2 separate regions of the Mus musculus genome follow, and region 2 is linked to region 1. Evidence: chromatin contacts called from public Hi-C data. All regions are on one chromosome and are shown on one strand. Each heading gives the region's core, a stretch centred on a gene start, on an enhancer-like site or on the middle of the called end of the contact. The rest is flanking DNA. Distances are from core to core; before and after follow the strand shown. Region 1 holds the start of Elfn1 (leucine rich repeat and fibronectin type III, extracellular 1). Region 2 overlaps Mad1l1 (MAD1 mitotic arrest deficient 1-like 1).

Region 1 (4,169 bases), core at 456-2,955:
CTGGCACTCAGGGGTCTAAAGCTAGACACTGGAGTCCCAGGCTGGCCTGAGCTACAGAGTAAGAAGACAAGAGGAGGAGGGAGAGGGGAGGCAGATGTAAAAGAGAAAAGGGGGAGGAGGTGGCAAAGAGGTAAAAGAGAGGGAGGGCTTTCTTCTCTTTGTTGGGACCCTGTCAGATAGACCCCAGGATAGACATCTTTGCCTTTCTGGAATGATGTTTGCAGTCGCACACCACTACAGAAACCCAGGTATGGACCGGGGGTTTGTGCAACCCTGGAGCAGGCTGGGGTGCCTTGGCGACTGAAGCCCTACTCTATAACTTCTTGGTAAGGTTCCTGGTTGTGGGGAGGGGGGAGGCGTGGGCGTCGGCAAAGATGTGTGTGAACTTCTGCCAGAACTTCATGTTCTTCATGAGGGTGGGCTAAGGGGTGAATTATGGGGTGTGCCCGTTAGGTGTGAACCTGCTCTGCAAACGTGTGGGTGCAACATACATAGTGTCCACCCTGGGTCATGTACACATGCCTGCTAGTGACATGGCTCAGGAGAATGGGAGAGGAAGGGAGGAATGGGGGCGGGGCGGGAGATGAGAGAACCAGGAGAAAGCTCTGGCCTCATCCCCGTGGCTCTGGCCAGGGGTTAGCTTGTGGCCTTCCCAGCTTGAGGGGTGCCTGGCTTGTTTTTTGTTTTTTGTTTTTTTGAAGGGCCCGGCAAAAGCTACCCTAAAAGCAGGCTTTGGAGCCTTCAGTCCCGGCTGGATTCTCTTGAGGTCTGAGCAAGGGTAGACCCACAGCTCTGTCCTTGACCACCATGCTCTGTGTCTAAGAATCCACCGGAAAGACGATAGAGCCTCCTCTACCCTCAGTCCCTAACTGGAATCTCACTCCTCAGGGTTCCAAAGGAAAAATGGGGCTGGGGAAAGCCTAGGATCGGCCAAGTGTGGGCTGCCTGCCGGTGCTGCAGGCTGGATCTAGTCGAGTCGCAGGACAGGCCACAGGACCCGAGCTCGGGAAGCTCCTGGTCCTCTGGCCGCGCTACTCCAAGGTTCAGGCTATTCCCATGCTGGTCCCTGGTGGTCTGGCAACCCAAGGGACAAGTCCCCGCCCCCAGCCTCTCCTCGCCCCTTACTATGTATACTTGGCTGCACTCTGCGGCTCCAGTCCCCTTCGTTGGCATTGTGTCCCGAAGCCTGGCTCTTGAGAGTGCTCCAGCTCGGAGGAGGCGTCCAAAAAGGGTTGCACCCACTCTGCCCAAAGGGGGGTCCTTCAGCTCCGCAAGCGCACGGAGGCTCGAAAGCTGTGCGCAAGGCCTTAGCCCGGCGAGGGCGCTCTTGAACTTGATTTTGATTTTCAACCCAAGGCCAAAGCTACCGCCTGGGGAAGGGGCGCGGTAGGGAATGGGATACCAGCGGGCTCAGTCAGTGTTCCTGGAACCATGGGGGTGGGGGGTGGGGGTGGGTGGGAGGGTGGACAGCCCCAGAGGGATGACTTGGATCCCCGGAAAGCACACATTAACTCCCCCCCCCCACACACACAGAGGCTAGTGGGAGGGGAATCCACTACTCGGAACCTTCCGGGAATGGGAAGGTGCCAGGCTGATCTCACGCCTCCCGGCCTCTCAGCCCAAGGGGGTGGTGACATACAATGCAGAGAGGAGGGACTGTGAAGGGGGTCGGTGACCTTAGGAGAGAGCAAGTCCCTGGTGGGAAGAGAGAATGTTGCATCTCGGAGGGCCTGACAACCTTGTACCATCTCTGATTCTCCCCTCCCCGCCGCCCGCCCCGTGAAACAATCGTCCCTGCGGGTGGAGCTGTGACACGCGCGCTTACATAGGGTCTGACTTCGGGGTCAACTTCTACATGGCTTCCTGCGGGTGCGTGTGTGTGCACAGGCGTGACTGTACGCGCGTGCACATCTCTGCCTCTCGTACCCACCTCCCATCGCCACGAAGGGTCCCAACCCCATGACACTCGGGGACTTGGGCTCCACGGCTCTTAGCTCAGTGGCCTGGGACGCGGGCAGGGGACGCAGGCAAAGCCAGGAAAAGGAGGCGAGGCTGTGTTGCGGCGTCCTGAGATGTCCCCCCGGCTCCAGCCAACTTCCCCTCAGGGAGCCTTGATCCCCTCCCGGGGCAACCTATGGACGTGCAGCGGCCCCCGCCCCTGCTCCGGTCCCCTCCCCGCGCGGCTCCCACGTCCGACCTGCCTCGCGCTCACAAAATGAACCACCGCCTCGCGTCGCCGCGGCCGCTGCCGCCGCGCCCGCTCCCGAGCTCGAGAGCCGGAGCCGCCCGGCCCCTTCGGCGTCGCCGGCGCCGCGGCCGCCCCGCCTGCCCGGCCGGTCCGGGGCTGCTCCGATCGCGCGGTCCCCGGCTCTTGACGCAGTGAGCGCCGCAGCCCGGCTCCCGCAGGCTCCTCTCCGCTCCCGGCGAGAGGCCGATCCTCAAGCCCGGCGGGCTCCGGGAGGGGCGGGCAACGCGGGAGGGGGAGGAGGTCTGTCTGGAGCCAGCAAGAACCCCGAGGAGGAAGAGGAGGAGGAAGCAGGGGCAGCCGCCGCCGCCGCCGCCACCGCCACCGCGGCGCTCCGGGGACTTCGGCGCGCGTGCTCTGCTAGCCGGTGATCGAGCCTTCAACCCTGGGGGCCACAACCCCGTTCAGGTAGGAAGGGGTGTGCAGCGAGTGGTGGTCCCCTCTGCCGCAGACGTGGGGTCCACAGGTCCCCGCCCCTGGAGGGGGAGGGGCAGGAAGGATACGCTCTCGCCGGCTTCCCGGGTGGCGCGGGAGTCCCCAACGGCTCCCGCAGCCCTGGTTGCCCCTATCGCCTCAGTCCCCCTCGCCGTGTCCTGGCCGTCCGCACCTGGACCGAGTCCCCTCTTCACCCGGGGGGTTTCAGATGCAGCGCGTTTAGTCTGAGGCTCCAGGGCGCCCTCCACTCAGCCGCCTTCCCAAAACCCGAAGTTCTCGATCGCCGATCTCTGGCTGGACAAACTTCCCTCCCGACTCCGCCGATCGGAGCGCCTGGGCTTGGGTCCCCTGCCCCCACCTCGGATTAGGAAGCACCACCGAGGACCCGAAACTTTGCTGAGCGTGCTGCCTAGGCCGTGGTGGGGTCGGTCTGCTGTAGGGTGCATGGGACGGCCTTAGTGCCCCAAGTTGGCCCAGAAGCTGCCCCCCCCCAGTCCGAATACCTCCACTCGTAGTTCAAAGAGGAGAAAAAGTGGGTGGTGGGACCTCGCCTTCGTTCTGCACACTGGTCTCCAGGCGCTGGAGCCGTGGGGAGGGTAATGTAAGACCCGCACCCCCACCCCAGCCGGGTGCCGGGGCTCTGTCCAGCTCCCTGGAAGGAACTGGCTTCTAGTTATTAACAGGCGCCTTTGACAAGAGCCTGTAGGGACTGGGAAAACCACTGGCTGCGAGGTGCTTCCAGACCCCAGCCAGAGACTGACCCTCCTCAGTTTTCATGGGTCCCATTCCGTCGCCTGCCCTCCCCTTTTCTTCTACTCATTCCCCTCAGACTTTGAGGTGTCACCTCCCACTCCCCTAACTTTTTCTCTTCCCAGATAAGCCTGCTCTGAACTGTGACTACCTGGGGTCATGAGCCCAGGTCGATGTCTCAACATCCAAACATCCTTTCTGCACCCCCATCCCACCCCCATACACACAAGGGGATGGGAGTGAAATCTCCCGGGCCAGCCTGCTAGGCATGAACGGGATCATCCCCAGCCAGTTTCGAGTCCTTGCGACCCATCGCCCACGCATGACACATTCACCAGCAGCTGCCTAGGGGCTGTGGTGAGCAGACAAGCTCTCTCTATGGAGAGCTTGCGAAGATCCCAGAAGGGTTTGGAGGTGAAGTGCTCTGTTCCCTGTGAGGGAAGAAGCCAGTGTCTTCTTGCCCCACCCCCCAGTGTCTCCTTCCTACACCCTGAGGTATCTGGAGGATTCCGTGCCCTCTCTCCACCTCACCCCAAGGCTCAGGTCAGAGTCTGAGTGGTCACTAGTATTTGGGGAACAGGGGGAGTTGGGCACTTCTTCCTGTCTGGGATAGAAGGTTGCAGAAGCCACTCTCCGAACAGCTGGGAGAATCTTTGTCCCAAGGGTGCTGGGGCCCCGCCCCCTTCGGGTTCTTTGCTTCCGAGCCCGCTTCAGCAACCTCAGAGTGTGGAGAGCTGAG
Region 2 (4,169 bases), core at 585-3,084, 100 kb after region 1:
GCGTGTGTATGTCCATGTGTGTGCATATTTGCACATGGAGAGGCCAGAATTCAACTCTAGGCATGGTTTCTCAGGAGCCACTCACCTTATTGATTCATTGCTGGAGACAGGTCTCTCAGCAACTTGAGGGTGAGTGGGCTAGGCGGGCTGCCCAGAGTCCTGGGCAATCCTCCTGTCTCCACCTCACCTCATTCTGAGGCTATGTCTAGTGAAGGACACTGTGGTGCAGCTTAAGGCAGCTAACACATGGGCAGATCTGATTCCATACAAGATGCTCCTTAACCAGGCCCTGGAACTTGGCTATTCATTTGCTTTAAAGACAGGCACGGGGGTGGGGGTGGGGGTGGGGGTGGGGGTGGGGGTAGTGAGATGCCTCATGGACCCACATGGAGGACGGATAGAACTAACTCTGGCATATTTGTCCTCTGACCTCCATTTGTGCTCTGTAGTACATGTGCTGCACACACACACACACACACACACACACACACACACACACACACCCCTGCTGAAATGCAACAGCCCCGGGAGTTGCTGGCAGCTTGCTTCCCTGTCACCGAGGAGTCGGTGTTTCTGTTTCTCAAGAAGCCCTATGAGAACCTTCGAGATTTGTGTCTTTCAGATTCAACCATGAAACCCAGTGGCTGGACAGTTGTTGGGAAAAACCAAGCTGTACAACAAAGCAGTTATTAAAGACTCCTGTACAGAGTCTGACGAAACAAACCTGGGCGCTCTCGCCCATCCACGCAGAGGCATGCAGGTCTGCCCTTCAGGCTGGGAGGCTGGCTGGGAGCCAAGGGAGGGGCTTCTCCTTCCTCCACCGCCTGTCTCTTTGGGGGTTTACTAGTTTTTGCTTTAATGATAAGAAGAACGTATTCAAATGGTAGAGTTAACCAGAAAACAGTTATAAATATAGACTTTGCTGGGGCTCCTTGCTCCCACTTGTTGGTGTTCTCTCTCTCTCTCTCTCTCTCTCTCTCTCTCTCTCTCTCTCTCTCTCTCTGCAGCACATCCCTCTCTGGGCAGAAGTACTACTCAGATTGCAAACACGCATGTGCACAAGCTCATGCATGCAGAGCCGGTGCCCAAGTACACTAATGTATATACACACATATGCAGTTATGATTCATGTTTCCATATGCAAGCACATGCCTCATATGTGCATAGGGTGCATAACTTCTATGTGTAATGGTGCACCATGTGCATATGTGTATTATGCATGCTTGTGCTCTCAACTGGGAGCTCCTGGGCCTTTGAGTCTTCCTTTCCCGCCCGTGTGAGGATAAAGACAGCCTGTGCTTGACCTGGGATGCTGGGAGGCAGGAGGACCATCCATGTCTGACTCTGAAGCTAGACCCACAGGTGACTCTGGAGCAGGACTCCTTCATTCCTAACCTGCAGTCTGATGCCACTCAGCTGGAAAGGTGTGATCAGAGAAAGGCCAGTTTGGCATGGGAGAGAGCCAGCTATGAGCTGGATAGTTCAGCTAGGTGCAACCAGTCCCCGCTGCCGGGGACTCTAAGTAGGTCGATTCTGAGGCTGCCCTGGTTACCTTCACTCTGGCCTCTGAACAGCCTGGTGGTCCCTGGGACGGGTCAGGAGCTGGAGAGACACCCACAATTTGTACATCCCAGAGGGCCTTGCACCAGGCAATAAAGAGCTCAGCCGTGGGTGAATTTGTAGCTCCAGCTGAATGTGACAGGAGGGGGTGGAGGCTGCTGGGGGTGGGGGTGGGGTCCCCTGGTAGGGGAGCTGGAGGCCTGGACACAGCAAATCCTGTTACCTCCTGGCTGTGACGCTTGTCACCATGCCACTAATCCCTTAAAGTGAGTCATTAGCAGCTTAAGACTCATTTATCAGTGGGGGCCCAGTGAGGAGCTGTTGTAAGCCGGGGTGGGTGAGGGTGGAGGGGGTGGGGGTGGGGGTGCTGCCACAAGTAAAATTTTCTCTGGCCCAAGTCTGAGTGCTCCCGGCAGGCTGTCTCATTTCCATTCTCTTGCAGGCATGTGAAGGGGGTATGGTACACTCAGGTGCCTTGTCTCTCAGGACAATCCAGACATATCCCCCTCCTCTCCACCTCTGCTAAAGAAAACCTGTTAACCAGGACACTTGAATGTGGTACAGATGGCTGGGCCTGGTGGGGCCCCTTGCAGGGAGCTGGCAAGGGAGGGTTACCCACTGGACACAGAGACCTCCGGCAGGGGAGAGGCAGGGAAGGAACCAAGGCAGGGAGTGAGATACCCCGGCTCAGAGGGATGGGACTTGAGCACTCCCACCCCATCTGCCTCTCAGGCTGTGTGTATGAGCAGGCCTGCCGGCCGTCCAGGTAAGCACAGTACAGTGTGGTGAGGCCTGGACAGAGAGGTAGCTTGGAGCCTTGGACACAATCCGGGAAGGAAGATAAAGGTAGCACTTTATTTCATTAGTCTGAGACTGTGGACACAGGCTACAGTCTGGCCACTGAAGCCTAAGCAACCAGCGCATGGGACTGGAGGCTGGGGTACACCTTGGGACAGTACGTGGAGCGGCTCTAGAATGGGGTGGGGTGGGGAGGAGAGTAGTGGGGTATGATCTGGCTTGGTCATCCCCAGTAGCTTGCTCCTAGCCAGGGACAAGAGACAGTGGCTGCTTGAGCAGAGGCCACGGCTAGTGTTTGTGACATGATGCAGCTATGGGTGGCAAAGGGATCTGGGGATGATGTGGGCAACTGTAGACCAAGAGCTAGCTCAAGGTCTGGGGGCTGCATGTGAGAAGCTGCAGGTACAGGCTAGGCCGAGGTCCAGCGGCTGTAGTGAAGATGCTCATGGGAAGAGGCTAGATAGAGGTCTGGCGGCTGAACAGCTCTATGGTGAGCGCACTGAGGAAGGCAGGGATGCTGTCCTGCTGCAGCAAGTGCAGTTCAATGAGCTCAGGCACAGACCGTGAGAACTCTGTCTCCAGCAGCTGCATCTTGGAGCCCGAGGGTCCTGTGGCCTGCAGGAGGAGAGAAGAGAGTTGAGTCAGCGGTGGCTATTGGACAGGTGTCTGTCCTCACATGCTCCCCCCGTGGAAAGCTTGTTGCCTGCCACTAGAGTGGAGCCTGAGCTACAGGGGCCCTGGCTTGCTTCATGCACTCAGTAGGCTTGAGCTGCCCACTGAGGCAAAGTTCAAGGCAGAGGGAACTGAGATTCACAGCAGGGAGCCAGTCTTGCCTCAGGACTATCCCAACTACAACAGGCTACAGATTCCTGGGGACCTCCATTCCAGTACCTGGATCCTCAGCTGTTTCTTGCCTGACCTGGTGAGGTGAAGCAAGCCCAGAGCATCTTCCAGGCTGAAGCCAGGATGCTGGGCATTGAGATGGAGGTTTAGCCCTGACGGTGAACTCTGGAGCTCTAACTGATTCTTGCCCTGTTTGATTGATTGACAATTTAAATTTTTTTTAGATATTTTCTTTATTTACATTTCAAATGTTATCCCCCTTCCTAGTTTCCCCTCCAAAAACCCCTTATCCCTTCCCCCCTCTGCCTGCTCACCAACCCACCCACTCCCTCTTCCTGGCCCTGGCATTCCCCTATACTGGGGCATAGAACCTTCACAGGACCAAGGGCCTCTCCTCCCATTGATGACCAACTAGGCCATTCTCTGCTACAAATGCAGCTAGAGCCATGAGTCCCACCATCTTGCCCTGTTTTCTTATGTCATGTGTAACTGAAGGGAGGACACAATGGCTCTGCGATCGATAGCTGTGAAGGGGAGGTGGGTTTGCAGCTTACAGCCAGGGTCACAGCTGCAGTGTACAGAGCGCAGTTTCCCTGGGTTTGCCCAGGTTACAGGCTGTCTGGGCAGGCTACCCTTCACTATGCAGGCTGGGCTGGGAGAAGCAGACAGAGCCCCTGGGCCTTCCCGTCATCCTTCCTTTCCCAACGCTCACTTATCCTGGGGCCTCCCCTGCCAATTTGCCCAGCCATACCTTAGTGGCCCAAAATATAGAAGGACCACTTGGGTAGAAGAGAAAAGCCCCTTCTGGCAAGGCCAGGCAAGAAGTCACAACTCCACATAGGACCACTCGCAAACCTTGGGTCTGAGTGGGGTAGCCCTCCCCACTTAAGACTCAGAAAGACAGAGGGCCCAATTAGGAGCAGAGCAGATTAGCTGGTTCTCCAAAGAAGAAGCATGGGGGTCTGACA

What was found. Hi-C and Micro-C count contacts between places; a contact is called where the count stands out from the background.
Region 2: a Hi-C map of rod photoreceptor shows a contact between it and region 1, with 1.7 times the contacts expected there. The contact joins the enhancer-like site here to the promoter of Elfn1 in region 1. A contact is called at or near these places in 7 of 39 promoter capture datasets (3T3-L1-derived adipocytes, the HPC-7 cell line, embryonic stem cells and 3 more), 3 of 484 Hi-C or Micro-C datasets (the N1E-115 cell line, nephron progenitors and rod photoreceptor), 5 of 115 datasets of contacts at active chromatin or transcription factors (embryonic hindbrain, embryonic midbrain, embryonic stem cells and 1 more) and 1 of 9 other capture datasets (pancreatic islet).

What each region holds. Positions count from the first base shown.
Region 1 is chr5:139,906,161-139,910,329 of GRCm38.p6, forward strand. Elfn1 (leucine rich repeat and fibronectin type III, extracellular 1) reads left to right here and starts at 1,706. Exons shown (of 2, transcript NM_001384186.1): 1 at 1,706-2,653.
Region 2 is chr5:140,006,302-140,010,470 of GRCm38.p6, forward strand. It overlaps Mad1l1 (MAD1 mitotic arrest deficient 1-like 1), which reads right to left. Exons shown (of 18, transcript NM_010752.3): 18 at 2,388-2,973. The coding sequence ends at 2,815. Among named protein-coding and RNA genes, the nearest start is that of Gm30492, 87 kb to the right of the region's middle. Within about 2 kb of position 1,835, at least 13 of the 459 cell types and tissues checked have an H3K27ac peak or open chromatin away from gene starts, as enhancers often do. A contact at or near this core is called in the N1E-115 cell line and rod photoreceptor, where this site is marked.